Linked DNA regions of Sus scrofa: region 2 is linked to region 1. The links are chromatin contacts, called in public HiChIP or PLAC-seq maps. All regions are on one chromosome and are shown on one strand. Each heading gives the region's core, a stretch centred on a gene start, on an enhancer-like site or on the middle of the called end of the contact. The rest is flanking DNA. Distances are from core to core; before and after follow the strand shown.

Region 1 (4,898 bases), core at 862-3,361:
CACATAATATTTGTGGTAAAAAATAAAATAAAATTTGGAGTTCCTGTCGCGGCGCAGTGGTTAACGAATCCGACAAGGAACCATGAGGTTGCGGGTTCGATCCCTGGCCTTGCTCAGTGTGTTAAGGATCCGGTGTTGCCATGAGCTGTGGTGTAGGTTGCAGACGTGGCTCGGATCCCGCGTTGCTGTGGCTCTGGTGTAGGCCAGTGGCTACAGCTCCAATTCGACCCCTAGCCTGGGAACCTCCATATGCTGCAGGATCTGCCCAATAAATTGCAAAAAGACAAAAATTAATTAATTAATTAATTAAAATAAAATTTACCATCTTAACCATTTCTAAGTGTGCAGTTCAGTAGTGTTAAATGTATTCACATTGTTTTGCAATGAATCTCCAGAACTTTTTCATCTTTCAAAACTACACTCTTACAAAACTCCCTGCTTCCCCCTCCCTCAAGCCCTGGCAGCCGCAGTTCTACTCTCTAATTCCATGAATTTGACTCCTATATATACACCTGATACTGTAAGTGGAATCATACAGTATTTGCCTTTTTGTGACGGGCTTTTTTTCTCTTATGTTCTCGTTTCATTTATGTTGTAGCACGTATCATGCTTTTTAATGAAGTGACTTTTGTGGAGAAAGAATAATGCCTTGCCCTTTAACAAGCAACACCTAAAACATGATTCACTCTGAAACACTGAATCAAAAATGCCATTGAAAGCATTCCTCAGAAATTTTAAATATATGTTAAGCCCAAACCTAAGTATGGAAAAGGGAAAAAAAATGGATTCCTCGCTTTTGCAAAAATAAATAAAAATCACTTAACTGCCTGAGAAATAATTTGTCAAGCATATATTACCCTTAGGGTTTCATGGCAAATGAACTTACTTACTGATAATACAGTAAATATTGACAGTAAATACTCAAGTAAATGCCAGCCATTAGCTTTTCCAAAGGGCTCTTAAGTGAATGCCTCTGATTCTAGGAAAAGAGGCAAACCTGTTTTCAGCCGCTGTCGTCTGGTTGCTATGTTGTGATCTGGAAATATCCTCAAATTCAGTTTCCAGGGTTTACCTTCACAAAGTAAAACCTAATGCAGATACAAGAGAAAGCTGGTCTGAAATCTTGAGTTGGTGTGGGAAGCCTGAGTACTTGTTCAAGTTTGTATATAAAGAGGAATTTCTCAAACATGCTCTGAAAAAAATGATTGTTTTTCTAAGTGTGAGCCTGGTAACCTGTTGCTTGGACCACTGTAGTATTAAGAAACTCATGGACTTAGAGAATAGATTTGTGGTTGCCAAGGGGGAGGGGGAGGGAGTGGGATGGATTGGGAGCTTGGGGATGATTGATGCAGACTATTGCCTTTGGAATAGATTAACAATGAGATCCTGCTGTGTAGCACTGGGAACTAAGTTTGGTCACTTTTTTTTTTTTGGTCTTTTTGCGATTTCTTGGGCCACTCCTGCGGCACATGGAGGATCCCAGGCTAGGGGTCCAATGGGAGCTGCAGCCGCCGGCCTACACCAGAGCCACAGAAACACAGGATCCGAGCTGCATCTGCAACCTACACCACAGCTCATGGCAACACCGGATCCTTAACCCACTGAGCAAGGCCAGGGATCGAACCCACAACCTCATGGTTCCTAGTCAGATTCGTTAACCACTGAGCCACGATGGGAACTTCTGTTTGGTCACTTATGATGGAGCATGATAATGTGAGAAAAAAGAATGTATACATGTATGTGTAACTGGGTCATCATGCTGTACTGTAGAAAAAAATAATAATAAAAGGTAAAAATTAAAAAAAAAAAAAAAAAAAGGATGCAGTTCCTTCCCCTTCTCTCCCAAGGCTGCCTTCCTCATGTTCCTCCATTTGATTCCCTGTCAGGCTCTCAGTTGCTTCCTTCTCCTGCCTTGACCTCCTTTCTGCCTTTCTCACTCCCTACCGTGTTTCATTTCCTCTTCTGTTCTCTTGAGTCCTGCATGGTTTCTTACCTCCCCCCCGCCCCACCCACTCCCAGGCCCTTCTGCTCTGCAGTGGATGTGTCTGCACAGAAAACCTGGCAGGGCCTTGCTAGCTGGGTGGGGTTTCATTGCGTAAATTACCACATCCTGGAACATCATCCAGCCATGTTTTCTTATGACTTGGAAGTTGGAGTCACAGCAGTTAAGGAGGGGGAAAAATGAAACCATTTCCTGGGATGGCTCTCCAGAGAACAGTTGTGCATAAATCTCCAAAAGGTAAAATGAGTGAAAATGACCATGGAGGTAAGTCTTGGGTGGGGGCTAGAGGACTAGTGGAAGGAAAAGGGCCCCTGGGGTGATGGTGGAATCAGGATGGCACAGCCAGGGCTGCAGGTTGTGGCTGGATTCACAAACCAAAATTCTCCCTTTCCCACCTAACCTACTGAGGCTTGGTCAGCTGAGGGGCTGTGGCTGGGACAACTGTCTGTTTTCATTGCTGTCTGTTCCTATGTAAATCTGGACCAGATCCTGCTCTAGTTTGAAAAGAAAAGAAAGAAGGAAGGAAGGAAGGAAGGAAGGAAAGAAAGAAAGAAAGAAAGAAAGAAAGAAAGAAAGAAAGAAAGAAAGAAAGAAAGAAAGAAAGAAAGAAAAGGATGCCCAGTTGTGACTTCTAAAATGATACTCCAGGTATACCGAACATTCCATCACCCAAGCGTGAAGGTGGGCTCTGCAGGGTTATTTTGAGGATCCCCTGTGTACAAAGTATTTCTTGAACCCTTCTAGAACATGGTAGTACAGAAAGACCTATTTTATAGGGAGGAAGAAAAGAACATAATAATTTCAAGAATATCTATTCAGCTCTGGCCTAAAGAAGGAATCTAAATTGGATTAACAGAAGCTAAAATTTCATTTACAGTTTATCCCTTTAGTTTAAGTCTTAAACGCTCCGTAAAATGTAAGCAAACCCTGAGAAAGATAACAGCTTGAACCTTATGAATCTTGGATCTCAACTCACCTACCTCTAACCTCATACATCTTTGCTCCAGACAAACCATAATTCACTTCTTGAGGCAACCCCAGGCTCTTTTAGGCCTTCATGCCTGGAACCTTTTGAGCCTGTTTTTTTCTGCCTGGGACACTTTCCTCTCTCCTCTCTTTTTAGCTGTCTCAATTCTCTAATACACATGCAAGGTCACTCGCTGCTCAAAGGCTGTGCTCCAAGCCAGGCTTAGTCCAGCTGAGGCTCCTTAACTAAGTAGGTCTTTCCTCCCTGGTGGCCTTTGACCCAGTGTCATCACTAGTATACAGGGCCAACTTTCCACCAGGTTAAGACTGCAAAGTCATGAGCTGTGTCTTGTTCATCATTGACTCTCTTGTTTCGAGAACAGTATCTGGCCCACAGTAAATTTTGTTTATGGAGTGAATTAATTCTTTACTGCCAATGTGTTTTTCATGGGGTTGGGGTGCAGGGCTAGAGTAGAGAAGGTGAAAATGCCAAGAGAAAAAGAAAAGGACTGCAAAGAGATGAGGCTGGGATCACTAGAGGCAAACTCCTTTGAGTGACAGTTTTGTAAAGGACCCAGACAGCTTAGTAGTATGCCAAGGCTCTTAAACTATCTCTCTTAGAAGGTAATGCTAATTGACTGATGAAATTTAAAAGGTATTGACATATTTAATGCCCTTGCCAAAGTGGTGTTTAATAAACTATCTCATACAATAAAATAGGGCAAAGTTTAAAACTCAAATTTGCTTCGGATTTATATCTGCTACCATCTGTTCCCGGATCCTGGGTTACATCATCCTTATTTTTATGTTAAACATTACCAGCAATAAAAACTGAGGAGGGGAATAAAAATTCTTGTAGGTGAGTTAGGATCTACTCAGGCTTGACAGAGTTTTATCTTCTCTGAAATCCTAGAAAACAAACCCACAGGAAGATGTCATTGAGAAAGACCCCTTTCAACTTGACTATGAGTCAAATAGGGAAGAAAAGTTCCTAGGAGGAGAAATTAAACCCCAGACTTCATTTTTCAAGAAATTCATCAGAGGCTCAAACCTCAAACTCAGGTCCCCCAAAACTGAAAGAAAAATGACCTTAAAATAACTGATTTCCAACCCAGTGACAAGAAACTGAGGCCAATCCCCTTAGACACTGGTACATTTCTGACTGCTGTAATTTCTTTATTATTTAGAGAAATGTTCTCCCCTAAAGCGTTCACACGGGTCAAATGAAACCTAATCTGAAACCTAATCTGGTGAATTTCTGTTATAAATATTTTGTTAAATGATTTAAATAATTAGCTCATTTTACTTTTAAATTATCAAAAGAAACTATCCTATTTCCCTTCATTCTAACGCAAATGGTCATTTCTTCTATCCTTTTCAGGTTTTTATTCATATGTTTGCATTTATGTTCAACCAACCAGTCAACAAACATTGAGTACCTATTATGTGCCAGCTACTGTTGTGTTAGAAATAAAGCCATGAAAGACACCTTCTGAGAGTTCTCTGGTGGCTCAGAGTTAAGGACCTGGCATTGTCGCTGCTGTGGCTTGGGTCACTGGTGTGGCATGAGTTCAAGCCCTGACTCAAGAACTTCCAGATGTCACAGGTGCCCTCCCCCCAAGAAAGAGGAACTTCTTTACCAAAAAAGAACCAAAAGAACCAAAAGCAGACATAATTTCAGTGTGATAAATTGAATGAAGGAAAACAAAGCAGGCTAAAGAAATAAGAGAATGATGGGAGAGGTGTATTATTTTAGATGCAGTTGGAAGGAAGGTGTTTGATTTGGTAGCATCTGTGCAGAGCTGTAAATAAAGTCAGTCATGTAGAATGAGTGAATGAAGCCAGCCATATAGATATGTATGGTAGTAACTTTCCAGGCAAATGGATCTGTAAATGCCAAGGCCCAAGATGAGAGGGAGCCAGAAAGTTA
Region 2 (5,485 bases), core at 552-3,051, 200 kb before region 1:
GACCCCAGCGGTAGATGGGCCGGAGGGCGCCGCCTGCGGGCGGGGCGGCGAGAGGCGACTGAGGCCCTCACTGTACCCGCGGGAGAGGGGTTGGGTCGAGGCTGGCCCAAGGGATGCCCTGAGGGTGTAGGATGGAAGCTGCCGTCTCTTAGTGAGACCCCCTTCCACGTGCTGGGCCTTCAGACACCCCCCCACACACACCTGCCCAAGGAACCCCCATCTTCCCAGCAGGGTGGGCATGGGGCCACTAGCAGTTGTCTCTGGATGAGAGTATACACGGGGTGCCAGAAACTGCTATGTGCATGCCACTAAACAATTGTACACTATGAATTCACATATTAAAAATCTACAAATAGCATATTTGCAAATAGCACACTTACATTGAATTGACCTTTTTGCGTCAGCAGTACCAATTTGTTAAATTTATCAAAGAAATATTTGTGGAGCACCTACGATTTGCCAATCTTTCAAATGTATAAAATATGGCGCAATTTCCTCCTCCTCCCTTTCATGAATAGCCTTCAACAAGGGGAGTGGCCTGGGCCTTTCTTAACCTCTCAGAAAGCCTTTACCGGTTTTGCAAGGCACCTTGCGAAAGCCCGCCCAAGGGTGCAGTAAGAACTGAACCATGATTAAAGTTAAGCGTGGCTTGCTAGGGGGCCCGAGGGGCGGCCTGACCCAACCTGGGTAGGACAGAGAGGAATTTCTGGAGAAGGGGAAAAGCATGCTAAATTCTAAAGGACTACAGGATTCACTACAGGTTGTGAAATGTTTCAGCCAGGATTCCACCATGAGCAAAGCCAGAAGCCGAAAGCTGGGTAGAGAGTGCATGTTCTGATAGAGCCAATAGCAAGTGAGTCAGTGCAGCTGAGAAGTAGAAGAGGTGAATAGAGTTAGAGCAGTGGGTGTGGGAGACAGCCCAGGCTTCTATAAAAAACAACAGCTGCCATCTATGGAATGTAGAGTATAAAACTGGAGCTGGACTCGCATCACTTCCAACTACGTGGAGGTTATTACTCCCCTTTAAAGAGGAGAAAGTGAGAAGTAGGGAAGTGAAGTGCCTTTTTAATGACAGGGCTGGAAGGAGCTCACTCTGAGGAGCTAGCCTGCACTCTTAATGACCTTCCAGGCCAGTCCTGAAGCTGAATTGCCTTCACATGTTCTCATCATCCCAAGTACCCCCAGGTGCCCACTGCTCTTTCTCCATCCCAAAGCTCCTGTGTCAACAACTGCCCTCAGACCCCTCCAGTCTAGAACAGGTTCTAGAGCACATGACCATGCAAACCAGACTCCCAAGGGGAACTTGGTTTCAGGGCCTGGTGAAGGGACTGTGGCAGAACTTTTTCTTGTTCCCCAACACCCACTCTCTCCTTCTTCCATAATAATAGTACTGAAGCTGAAGCCAGAGCTGCTTAGAACAAAGACTACATTTCCCTGCTTCTCAAAATACATCAACAGTGGTGCCCAGAGCCCCTAGACTCCATTTGATCCAGTAGTACTTCTGAGGCAGCTGTTTCTCTCCCAACATCCTTGATGTGTCAGCTGTTCTTCATGGGGCAGACACTGCTCATTGCCTTCTCAACATCCATTCCCCTTTCTTCCTTTCTAAGAGAAACCAGATTTTGTTCAAGGAGGCAACGTGCGAAGCGAAAATGCTCACCTTTCCAGAAGTCCTTGCGGGCATTCACATGACTCGATTCTGGTCAGAGAGGTGAAAGAGGAAGTTGCCTAGAGAGTACTGGAAAGGCTTCCATTTTCCTGATGCAGACAGCTCTGCCTTTCTCCTTGTTTTATTTTGGCTTGAGGTTGCTGTGAGCTTGGAGGGGGAGCTACTGTTTTATGACCACAGGGCAAAACACAAGAGAAAAGGAGAAGCAGCAGGTACTGCAGACTGCCAGCTCCAGATTTATTACATGAGAAAAATAATCCCTTTACTTGTTTAAAGCGCTCTCAGTTAAGGTTTGTTACAAGCAATTGAACTCAATCCTAATGGATTGGCAAAGAAAAGCCTCAAAAATCAAATGTAGCTAATACAGTGTGATAACAGAAAGAGGGTGGGATTTGGCATGAGACCACCTGAGTAGAGTTTCAGCGCTTTCATTTATTTAGCTCATGACCTTGAGCAATTTTGTGAAATTAGATTACATGTTGTAAAATTAGAAATTGTCATAAAAATACAAGGCACAGTGCTTCCTGGCATATGGTGAGTGATTAATAAATGATCAGTTTTTAGCCTCCACCAAATGGATGACTGGCTAATATTCAGATTCAGAATCACATACCCACTTACCAGTTTCACCCGTTAAATATTTCTTTGGTCTGTTCAGATCTTACATGCTTTGTAACAGCAAAAATCAATATTAAAAGTTTCAGTAAAAACCAGCCTTGGCCTAACATCTTGTTTCCTCATTTCATAAACCATATATGCTCTACCTAAAAAATTTAAAAGGAAATGAATAGAAGCACATGCTTTGTAGTGACCAGTCATGAATTACTCTTCACCAGTTTAGCAGTTACATGGGCATATTTCTGTTCAACATTTTTTAAAATAAGAAACTCTAGGAGTTCCCCTCATGGCACAGCAGAAACGAATCTGACTAGGATCCAGGAGGACACAGGTTTGATCCCTGGCCTCGCTCAGTGGGTTAAGGATCCAGCATTGCCATGAGCTGTGGTGTAGGTCACAGACATGGTTTGGATGTGGCATGGCTGTGGGTGTGGTGTAGGCCAGTAGCTACAGGTCCAATTGAACCCCTAGCCTGGGAACATCCATATGCCACAGATGGCACCCTAAAAAAGCAAAAAAAAAAAAAAAAAAAAAAAAAGAAAGAAAAAAGAAACTAATTTCATTGCTTCTAGATTTGTATTTTTAGTTACCAAACAAGATATTTTAGTGGTCCAAAAACTTGCTTTTGTTGAATCTACACCATGTCCCTCTACGCTGAATTGAATAATATTAAAAAAATCAGTGCTATTTAATTAGGCTTTTAATTAAAAAAAATATATTCTTTTAATCACTATAGAAGTTTATAAGTTAAAAAAAGATGTATCATAATTCTGTGAATGAACAGTTAGGTAACTCTAGTTTATCTCAATTATGAACAGCATTTCCTTGAACATCTTTTGCCCACACTTTGCCCACACTTTTGCCCATTTGTGTGATGTAACCACATCTCCCCTCTTCATTGCTTCCTCCCCTCTTCATTGCTTCCTCCACTGTAAGCCTCCATCCATCTCTTGACTGAATTATTGGAATCACCTCCCGAATGGCTTCCTGTTTTTGTCCTTGTCCTACTTCAACCCATTCACACCACAGCAGCTAGAACAGTGATTTTAGAATGCAGATTAGATATTGTCCCTCTTTGGTGGAAACCTTCCAGTAGCTTCCTTTGCATTCAGAGTAATGCCTAAGTTATTACAACAGCCTGTAGAGCCACACTGTCAGCCCCTATTGCCATTACTACCTGAACCATCTCCTTCCATGTTCCACACTCTGCTCCATCCTAGCTAGATTCTTTAGGAATCTTGTTTGTTGTTTGTTTTAATATGCCAGGTAGGCTTTTGCCTCAAGGACTTTATACTTGCTGTCTCTTTTTGGAACTCTCTTCTTTCAAATAACACTTGGCTTAATCCTTCACCTTTCTCAAATCTGTAAAGTACTCTTTCCTTTTTTTTTTTTTTTGCATTTTAGGGCCCAACCCATGGCATATAGAAGTTCCCAAGCTAGGAGTAGAATCAAAATTGCAACTGCCAGCTACAGCCACAGCCACAGCAACGCCAAACCTGAACCACATCTGTGAACTATACCGTGGCTCATGGCAACACTGGATCCTTAATCCACTGGGCGAGGCCAGGGATTGAACCCACATCCTCATGGATACTAGTCAGGTTCATTACTGATGAGCCACATCAGGAACTCCCAAGTACTCTTTACTTTTCCAGGCTAGAAGTTTGGTGGGTTTTGTTTGTTTATTTTTGGTCATTCCTGTGGCATGTGGAAGTTCCCTGGCCAGGGACTGAACCTGCGCCACAGCAGTGACCTGAGCCACAGCAGTGACAATACTGAATCCTTAACCTCCTGAACCACCAGGGAACTCCAACTTGTTTTTGTTTCTAATGTTAACATTTATGGAAAGATTAACATGGGCCAGGCATCTTGTTTAAATATTTTACATTTATCATTTCATTTCATTCTTATGACCACCCTACATTTTATGATCTCCATTTTATAGCTGAGGAACCTGAGGCACAGAGAGATGATATAATTTGCCCAAGATACACAGTGTGTAAAGAAGAGAAGCAGGATTTGAGCACTCACACCCACTGCACTTACTGTACTTGCGATAAACAAGAACCTTTCAGGAATGGTTAACATACTTTCTACTCAGCATAAACTTGCTCAGGATCTGAAGAGCCTCATTTCTTTATAGCCTCCATTTCTTCGGAAGTTGTGGTTATTTCTTTATTTATATATGGGCATGTCTGAGCTTTTTATTGTTACTCTGTTACCTTGTTCATTTCAAAAGAATGAACAAGCATATCCACACTGTACTTCAACTTTATCAGAAATCTTCAGCTGCGTTATTTCAAGAAAATTTCAAAGTATCTATTGATGCCCCCACCCACCTGGGCTCTGTCCAACACAGTAGCTACTGGTCATTTACAACTAAGAATTAAATCCTTAAAATATTGGTAGTCGAAATTGAGATATGCTGTACTCATAAAATATACACCACATTTCAAAGACAGTACTAAAGAACAAGTATAAAATATCTGGATAAAAATTTTTTTTTTGTCTTTTTAGACCCTATATCAGCCATGGCAATGCTGGATCCAAGCCATGTCTGCAACCTACACCACAGCTCACTGCAACGCAGGATCCTTAACCCACTGAGCAAGGCCAGGTATGGAACCTGCATCCTCATGGATGCTAGTTAGATTTGTTTCCGCTGAGCCATGATGGGAACTCCTAAATTTTTTCATTTTTTAAAAAATGTATTTTTTATGGAAGTATGGTTGATTTACAATGTTAATTTCTGCTGTATAGCAAAGTGACTCTAGATAACAATTGTTCTATTGATACCATATTGCGGTGGCAATATTTTGAATATATCAGGTTAAATGAAATGTAGTATTAAAATTAATTTCACATGTTTTAGAGTTACTGTCGTGGCTCAGTGGTTAATGAAACTGACAAGTATCCATGAAGAATCATGTTTGATCCCTGGCCTTGCTCAGTGGGTTAAGGATTCAGTGTTGCTGTGAGCTGTGGTGTAGGTTGCAGACGCCGCTCGGATCTGGCATTGCTGTGCCTGTGACATAGGCCAGCGGCTACAGCTCCAATTGGACCCCTAGCCTGGGAACCTTCATATACAGCAGGTGCAGCCCTAAAAAGACCAAAATGAACAAATTGATTTCACTTGTTTCTTCTTTTTACCATGTGGCTATTTAAAAAATGTAAAATTAACATTTGTGGCTCACATTA

Evidence for each region. HiChIP or PLAC-seq counts read pairs in DNA pulled down with a chosen protein or histone mark.
Region 2: an H3K27ac HiChIP or PLAC-seq map of alveolar macrophages shows a contact between it and region 1. The contact joins the promoter of GPR160 here to the promoter of LRRC31 in region 1. A contact is called at or near these places in 2 of 5 promoter capture datasets (fetal liver and liver), 4 of 47 Hi-C or Micro-C datasets (embryonic fibroblasts, fetal liver, fetal skeletal muscle and 1 more) and 1 of 2 datasets of contacts at active chromatin or transcription factors (alveolar macrophages).

Annotation. Positions count from the first base shown.
Region 1 is chr13:108,547,505-108,552,402 of Sscrofa11.1, reverse strand. It overlaps LRRC31 (leucine-rich repeat-containing protein 31), which reads left to right and starts at 2,111. Exons shown (of 9, transcript XM_021069772.1): 1 at 2,111-2,266. The coding sequence starts at 2,255.
Region 2 is chr13:108,742,631-108,748,115 of Sscrofa11.1, reverse strand. It overlaps GPR160 (probable G-protein coupled receptor 160), which reads right to left and starts at 1,801. Exons shown (of 4, transcript XM_021069792.1): 1 at 1,661-1,801.